Linked DNA regions of Mus musculus: region 2 is linked to region 1. A link is a contact called in public Micro-C data. All regions are on one chromosome and are shown on one strand. The core of a region is the stretch at or near the end of the contact, and the rest is flanking DNA. Distances in the headings are between cores, read along the strand shown.

Evidence for each region. Hi-C and Micro-C count contacts between places; a contact is called where the count stands out from the background.
Region 2: a contact with region 1 is called in a Micro-C map of embryonic stem cells, with 4 times the contacts expected there. The contact joins the promoter of Map3k9 here to the promoter of Synj2bp in region 1. A contact is called at or near these places in 16 of 39 promoter capture datasets (the 3T3-L1 cell line, 3T3-L1-derived adipocytes, cranial neural crest and 9 more), 1 of 15 datasets of contacts at CTCF or cohesin (embryonic stem cells), 17 of 484 Hi-C or Micro-C datasets (Sertoli cells, adipose-derived mesenchymal stem cells, cerebral cortex and 3 more), 10 of 115 datasets of contacts at active chromatin or transcription factors (the NIH/3T3 cell line, bone marrow-derived macrophages, embryonic stem cells and 1 more) and 3 of 9 other capture datasets (adipose tissue, embryonic stem cells and pancreatic islet).

Annotation. Positions count from the first base shown.
Region 1 is chr12:81,530,878-81,535,160 of GRCm38.p6, forward strand. Synj2bp (synaptojanin 2 binding protein) reads right to left here and starts at 2,034. Exons shown (of 4, transcript NM_025292.7): 1 at 1,839-2,034. The coding sequence starts at 1,902. It overlaps Gm20498 (predicted gene 20498), which reads right to left and starts at 2,034. Exons shown (of 6, transcript NM_001309848.1): 1 at 1,839-2,034. The coding sequence starts at 1,902.
Region 2 is chr12:81,779,167-81,783,449 of GRCm38.p6, forward strand. Map3k9 (mitogen-activated protein kinase kinase kinase 9) reads right to left here and starts at 2,004. Exons shown (of 11, transcript NM_001174107.1): 1 at 1,324-2,004. The coding sequence starts at 1,708. Gm46366 (a long non-coding RNA gene) reads right to left here. Exons shown (of 3, transcript XR_001780649.2): 2 at 3,798-3,858; 3 at 2,854-3,383.

The DNA of each region.
Region 1 (4,283 bases), core at 784-3,283:
AGGAGTTCAAATCCCAGCAACCACATGGTGGCTCACAACCATCCGTAACGAGATCTGGCGCCCTCTTCTGGAGTGTCTGAAGACAGCTTCAGTGTACTTACATATAATAAATAAATCTTTTTTTTTTTTTTTTTTTTTGGTTTTTCAAGACAGGGTTTCTCTGTGTAGCCCTGGCTGTCCTGGAACTCACTCTGTAGACCAGGCTGGCCTCGAACTCAGAAATCCGCCTACCTCTGCCTCCCGAGTGCTGGGATTAAAGGCGTGCGCCACCACGCCCGGCCATAAATAAATCTTTAAAAAAAGAAATGGCCAACAGGAGTGCCTACAAGCAATCTGATGGGGGCGTTTTTTCTCAACTAAGGGTCTTCCCAGATTAACTCTAGCTTCTGTCAAGTTACCTCAGCACCCCCAAAGAACTACCCAGAGCAAAGCTTCTGTATAAACCACAAAGATTAGCAGAGAGTTATTCCCATAAATATGATCAACTTCCAATTTTCTCATAACAGGAAGACAAAATATATGATTAGTTCTGAAAGCTGTGCTTTACACAGAATAGTCAGCAGTGATTAAGCTATTGCAAACTTATAGATAAGGAAAGTTAACAGACTATGCTAAGTAGTGGCCATCAGAATAGAAATTCACAGTAACCAATGATTTATTCAACTCTTGGAATACAGTATCTAACAGAACTTACTGGAGTCAGTTTAGCCATTCACTCACTAATGACAACAGTAACAAATACACACTGCTTACCATATATCAAGACATTGTCCTAAATATTTTCCAGAGAGCAAGTGGCTTCATCCTAACACTATATGTGAAACGCTTCATTTCATAACTGTCTCCATGTTACAGAAAAGAAACTACAAGAATCCATCAGTTAAGTTATTCTGCCAATACATTAAAACAAGCCAAAAAAAAAAAAGCAACAACAACAAAAAACTGGTAAGATGTTAGATTTAAAACAAAAAACAAAAACAAAAAATCTTGGCTCTAAGTGGTGAACCCTAAACCTAAAATGTTAAGGCCATAAAGAAAACTGCAAAGCCTAAGGAAGGCAGTGACACGATGTAGTAATCCAGCTATGAGCATCCATGAGGAAGACCACACAGCAACGCTAAATGGGAATTTTCCTGTCAGAATCACATGAAGTGTTTGTTTCAAGAATTGTTTGATCCACACTGAATCCAAATTTCTAAAGGTGAGACTAGAAAACAACATTTTCATTTCAATATTTTGCTAAAAAGTAAAAACGAAAACGCCCAAGTAATGGTGGTCAAGTGTGGCCAGGTCTGAAAACTTCTGTAAAAGGTCTCCGCCCGCTTTAGCATTCCAGTTGATATGGTAAATTGATTCCGCAAAAATGCAGGCAGGGACCCTAGCACCGGAGAAACTGTGAGACACTCAGAAACACACACACACACACACACACACACACACACACACACACACACACACACACCGCCGTTCGCTGCTCCTGTTTTTACCTGAACGGGCCCTCGGCGAAGAAACAAGGATGGAGCAAGCAACTGAATAACGGATACGGCGGCTCCCACACGCTGGCTAAACAGCGGGCTTTTTCCTGGTCTTGGCTATTGCCACCAACAGCAAGAAACCCGTCCTGGCCATAAACGCCTGTGGTAATCCGACTGGATTATGGGGCAGAGTCCTTGGGTCCGTTATCTAGCTAACAAAAGATGCCAATGGACTCTTTGCTCCGTGCCCGATAGCGTTCTGGGAAGCCGCTCGGTCGGGGCCTGCCTGCTCTCCAGCCAGGTAAACCCGGCTCCGCCAAAGCAAGGGACGCAGCAATTACTCCCTCCATGTCCCGCGCCTACCCGAAGGTCCTCTCGTCAGGTTGATCTCTTCCTCCGTGACTAAATAATCCACCCGTCCGTTCATATCTGACTGCTCTCCGGCCGGAAACCCCGGGTCAGCGGGTGGCCAGAGCAGGTGAAGGTGAATCAAGCTCCGCGCTGCCTCCCCAGCATAGCTTTTACAGTTTCCTCAGCGGTCAGACCGGAAAAGGAAACCGCGGGCACTGGGAACGTGGAGGATGCTGGGAGTGGTGGTTCTCTGAGCCCACCAGCGTTTTCCGGTACCTCGCACTGTTCTCAAGGCCGATCCTGAGGAGCCATGAGCAAAGAGAGGTATAATGCTCGCTTACACTGGAAGAGCATGGGGAAGGAGAGAGGGTAATAATGGTATGAGATAGAATTACATTGATACGTTTGACATTTTAAATAAAAATCTCAAAATATCTACAAATGTGTGTGTGTGTGTGTGTGTGTGTGTGTGTGTGTGTGTGTGTGTGTGAGAGAGATCTTTTATGAGCCTCAAACCACTCTATGAAAGGCATCATAGGCAAAGTACTAATGAGATTGCATACTTGGGTGGGAAATTGTAACCTTTTGTGCAATACAGATGAAATCCAATGTGATGCCCCATGTAAGAAAACTTGGTAACACTGCTTCAAGTTCCTTCGTTAGCAGTCCCCGTGTTAGTTAATAAAATGTATCCAAATAAAAAAATGAAACCTCCCCCCATCTCTCCTTCTCCCCCTCCCCTCCTCCTCCTCCCCACTCCCTTTCCCTCCCCCTCCCCTTCCCCCTCCCCCTCCCCCCCCTCTCTCTCTCTCTCTCTCTCTCATCAAGCAAGTGTTCACTGCTTAAAGCAAGGCACCTGGGCTGACACACATGACAGGAAGTGAGGATTTCCCTGATATTTACATCTGAGAGCATTGTTTTCCAGGGCCTTATGCACAAGATTTCTTAACTTAGACCTGACAAGACTCTTACTTAACTTTTAAATAGATGTATATATCCCTGGCTTGCATTTAATAATAGGCCTATCTAACTTAAGAAATGTGTACACATATACAGAGGAAAGATAATCATAGGCTTGTTCAAGAAAAATCCTCCAAGCAAAAGGAGGTGAAATGTCCTTTTCACAAAATGATTGCAAGACTTAAGATGTGACTTTCCAGCCCATCTTGACTTTTAAGATCGGACATTCCAAACAGAGGTGAAGAAACTTTCAGGTATCAAAACTACAAAGGCCTTAAGGACCAGGAAGGTGACCATAAATATGTATGGTGACTCAAGGGACTCCTGTGGTGTTAAGAGAATCAAAGACTGCATAATCAGACTATGGTATTCAAAGTTATGGCTAAAAGCCAAGCCAGCAACTCAGGTTTATTAAAACAAGTCAGAGGTGGATTCTATAGGAATGAGACAGGACAAGAAGGCAGGGAACCTGAGGCATGAGGGGAGAAGGATCCTGTCATCTCCAGGTCTGATTAAAATCTCTTGCCGGGCTGCTGAGATAGCTCAGCAGGTAAGAGCACTGACGGCTCTTCCAAAGGTCATGAGTTCAAATCCCAGCAACCATATGGTGGCTCACAACCATCTGTAACAAGATCTGATACCCTTTTCTGGAGTGTCTGAAGTCAGCTACAGTGTACTTACATATTAAGAAAGAAAAGGTAGGAAGGAAGGAAGGAAGGAAGGAAGGAAGGAAGGAAGGAAGGAAGGAAGGAAGGAAAAAATTACCCATTTAAAAAAAAAAAAAAACTCTTGCCAACTGAGCAAGCATTCTAGCACATTGAGCAGCATTTGCTGTAAAGGCTGCTGACATAGACTTAATATTTCTTCCCTGCATAGATAATGTATATAAAATTGTCAATGTCCTAAGCCTAAAACCTCAATGTGTATGGCTCTAGGTGGACAGGAACTTCATTCCTTTCTCTAGAAATTGCCTGAGAATCTTAAACCACGTGTAACATGTCCTACCTTCCTTTATTTGTAGAACTACACCTCAACTCTGTCAACTGTACCTGTCAGGTGCCCCTCCACAACCATCTACTAGTAAGACAGTGACTTCAAACTCCACGTAAACCTCATAGATAACTACTTTAAAAGCAATGAACACATAGCCATGCTTTTTATTGTCCCTTACTATCTTTTGAGTGCTTTGTTTTCTAATCCTCATCTGTGATGTTTTATGCTTGGCCTAGGGAGTGGCACTATTATGAGGTGTGGCTTTGTTATAAGAAGTGTGTCACTGTGGGGGTGGACTTTGAGAGACTGGGATTGCACTGAATCTGTACATTGCCTTTGATAGAATTATCATTTTCACAATATTCTACCAATTCATGAGTATGGATAGTTTTTCTGTTTTCTAGTAGCTCCCTGAATTCCTTCCTTCAGAGATTTAAAGTTTTCCTTCTACTTCCTTGGTTAGATTTAGTTGTAGGGTTGTTGTTGTTGTTGCTGCTGCTGCTG
Region 2 (4,283 bases), core at 754-3,253, 250 kb after region 1:
AGACCTGAATCGCTTGACAGTCAAAAGGCCAAAGGGAAAAGAAGAAAACAAGAAGCTGCCATTCTATTTCAAAATCATCTTAAAGTAATGTAATTATTCATTAAAATAATTGTTCATGTAAAAATAAGTAACAGATAACTATCATAGATGAAAATTTAAAACTAAACACTCAAAGTTAGCCCTTTGTAATGGCTTCTCTTTTTTAAATCAAGTACATAAGACAAGGAACAAACTGCTACCATATATGTAAGAATGCCTTCTAACTGGAATTATGGAAATTCTTAAACGCTATAAACTGCACTTAGAGAGACTGCCATCTTCTAAACCAATCAAGAATATACAAGTGATTAAGAAATTACAATGGCAATTTAACTCGAAAGAAAGAAAGAGAAAGAAAGGAAGAAAGAAAGAAAGAGAGAGAGAGAGAGAGAGAGAGAGAGAGAGAGTGGGTGGGTTTTGCTAGGAACATGGAACGGTTCCTGGGAAATTGGTGAAAACCAGGACACAGGGAGAAAGGCCCTGGGAGGGAACCCTGGTCCTGGCCCCTGAGATTTGGCCAATGCCAAATATAGGCAAGGATCTAGGGTGGAAAAAAAAAATGTGTTGTGTGAACAGTATGGCTGTATGGGACAAGGACTTAGCCACTGTACCTGCTGATCCTGAACTCCCACGAGGGACAGACATACTTTCTCCCTCTAATTATTTCTCCACTCATAACTTTGCCCCCTCCCCTTGTACACACCTTTCCTAACATAATATTCGGCAAGATTCCTCAGGGTACAACTTTGAAATACAGTACGAGAACCCAAGAAACCAACACGAGATTTCAAAGGCACCTGACTCCTGAGTTCACACACGCTTCCGGGACTTGTGAACCTGCCCAGGCAGGCGGGAGGCACCTCCACTCCTCTCTAGACAAATACCTTTAAGAGGCGGAGACAAGAAACAGAAAAGGTCCGCCGGGTCCTTGATTAGGGAACTAAGGTTACTGGTGACAGTAACCACCTGCTCTCCAAAACCCTTCCAGATCTGGAGGGGCACAAGGGGCGGGGGGGGCGGGGGGGGGTAAGGGGTTGGGACGTAAGGAGACTCCTGCTAGGGTTTCAAGAGTTGCTACTTGAGCGAGTCAGATGACGGTGAAGAAGCCCGGTGTTCCAGGCAGGGCCTGCGACTCTGGAGCTTCTGGGTAGCACCAGCTAAAGCCCCTGCAGCCAAAGTGCCCACCCATGCCCGGGCCAGTCGCTCCCCACTCGGGACTGCTCTTCGCCCATCCTTAGGCCTCAGCCCCCCGTCCCCACCGGGCACCGGTGCCCGCCTTCTTACGCTGAATGGGCGGGTAGCAGCTGGGGTCCTCGGCGCCCGGCTGGCAGCGGCTGGAGAAGGCGCTACGCGGGGTCACGTAGTTGCTGGGGAAGATGCCCACCCGCTGGTTCAGCTGTCCGGTCCACCAGCCCTCATCGCCGGACACCTGCGAGTCCTTGGACAGCACCTCTACCACATCGCCCAGCCGCAGGGTCAGCTCGTCCTCGCCCGCCGCCTCGTACTCGAACACAGCCGTCCAGTAGGGCAGCGCGGCGTGAGATCCCAGCTCGGCCGCCGCCTCCTCCTCGTCCTCCTCCTCTTCGGCCCCAGCGCCCGTGGCATCGTCCCCCGGCGGGGCGGCAGTGGCACTCGCCAGGCAGCCGAGAAGCGATCTGGAGGACTCCATGGAGCGGCTGGTCCATAGGGTGCGGGGCGGCCGCCCGCGGGAGCCGCCGCCGCCTATTGTTCATGCGGCTCGGCAGCGCTGGGGGCTCCGCGCCCCCGACGGCCGCCGCAGGTAGGGCCCGAGCAGGCTGGGCGCGCGAGAGTCGAGGACGCCCGGTGCGCACCGCGAGCGCGCACCGCGGACAGGGGCGCGGCGCAGTCCCGGCCGCCTGGCGCCCCCGCGGGCGGCCTCGCCCCTCGGCGGCTCCCACCTGCTCGTGCCGCCCGTGCCCGCCGCCCGCTGGCCGCTCCCTCCCCTCCCCGCCCCGTGCGCCCCGCCTCCCGCACGCCCGGGACCACCTGACGCGAGCCTGGCTCCGCCCCAGCCCTGCGGACCCGGGGGCGGGGCCTCCAGGATGGGCCCGCCTCCACAGCCAACCCATCCTCCCATTGGCCCGCCGCGGCTGTCCGTCTCCTGAGGGTGGCTGAGACCTCATTGGGTGGCTCCCGAAGGTGAGACCCAGCGTGCGTTCGGACAGTCCGAGCGGGCTGCGGAGCCCTCTGTCTTTTGTCCGCGCCGTTTGGTCCTACGGGCTGCGCCAATTCCCGGTTCAGATGGATCTGCTGTTCCCCTATTTGGCCACGGGGACCAGCTTACGTCCACTGTCGCCGCTACGCACACACTCACACCCCGGAACCTTATGGCTAGCGATGGAAGAACTCTTTCGATTGCTCTGCTGGCCTTAATGAAGACTGTGTTCATCTTTGTAAGAAGAAGTTCCTGGCCATTGTTATTAGAATTCCGAAAGGGGAGGTCTCCTAGTGGGGCTTCCGCAGGCTCGGGAAGTCATGCGGAACCAGCTAGTTTGCGCTTGCCTTGTGAAACTGGCTATATCTAGGACCCTGGTGACTGGATACCCAGTTTCCAAAGACTAAAGGAGTAAAGGCGGGTGCTGCCTGCCATTCTTGGGCAAGGGCTGACCTATGCTATGTCTTTTTGTTACCTGCCGCCACCACCCCCAAGGACCTTAACCTCTTTTACATGTTTTTAAGCCTGTCATAGCAATGGCTTCCATATTTCAGCCATGGTAACTACCAAACTGTATTTCCAAGACAGGCATTGATGTGATTTGTGTAACAAGAGTCAGTACTTCATTGTTTATTTGCTCATTTGTGGTTTTGAAGCAAGATCTTACTGGGTAGGCCATACTGGCCTCTCATTATCTCGCTGCCTCAACTGCCCAAGTCTTGGGATTACAGGCGTGTGCCAATGTGCCCCACCAGACCATTTTTGTTTCATTTTAATTTGAAGTTTAATATTAGGCAAACTGGAGCAATTTGAAAAAATAGCGAGGCAGCTACATGACCTTGGGCAGGTGCCATCTGTTTATCCTTGAAGTGAAGACCGTGGAGGGAAAAGCCTCCTGTGTTTTAGTTTTGGACATCCAGTGATTTGCAAGGGGCTGTGACTACATTGTAAAGGGAGACACTGTGCACATTTAAGGTCTTGGGAAAGGGATGAGATGGTACTGTTCAAGGAGCATCCAGACAGTCCTGGGGACGGAGATCCGGAAGTAAATCCCCTAACGCAGTCAAGTTTATAGGAGGGTCTAACATGTTCAATTCCTGGGAGGGTCAGTAAACTGGGAAATACATGCGTGAGTCTGGATAGATTCTCTTGATAGAAGCCACTCTGCCTACAAGAGGATGGGAAAGGGAAAATAGTGTTTAAACAAATATTTTATTTAATAAAATTTTCATGTGTGTGAGAAAGGAGTCTTACAAAGTAGATAACACACACACACACACCCTGGAGGGGCTGTAGAGATAGATGGCTTGGTGGTTGAGAGCATTGACTTCTCCAGAGGACCCAGATTCCGTTCCCATCCCCCACTATGGCACCTCCTGTAACTTCAGGGGAAATGACATACTTGACTGGTCTCTATGGGCACTAGGAATGCACATGGCGCGCACACAGGCAAAGCACTCAAGCACAGAGAATGGTTTTACAAAGATGAAAACTGGAAAGGAGGATGTTAACTGGGTCTTCAAGTCGTACAATTATTGATGGATTGCAGCTTTTTGAATTGTCATTTTTCTCCCCTACTCACGCGTGGCCATTTCCACACACCTCTTCTCCCTGGAGGAGCAGATGAGAATAGTCCTGGCTCCCTAAGAGTAAAAGAAAAAAAAAAAAGAATGCCCTGCTCAATTTAAATATTTAATGCTCCAGCAAGTGCTTAGAGCCTCATGAAGAGTCACTCACCAAACATTCCAAAAAGTCACTCTCTAAATATTTGTTGAATGGATAAGTGCTAAGAACTCAAACTAGGGAAGATCCTTCAGACCACAGTTGCCTAGCAGGGCTTCATGGTAGAGAAGCAGAAACAGAACCGGTCCCAGAGAGGTACGGGGGGTGGGGGGGGGAAGAGGATAAGAAAGAATGCTGGAAACCTACTGAGGTTGGGTTGCAGAAGGCTTGGTAGCTATTTGATTCACATTAATAATTATTTAATTGATCATTTGAAATGATTTAATAACAAAGGTGTTTGCCATAAGGGCAGCAACCGGTCTGACTTGTTCCTTATAGCTTTCCT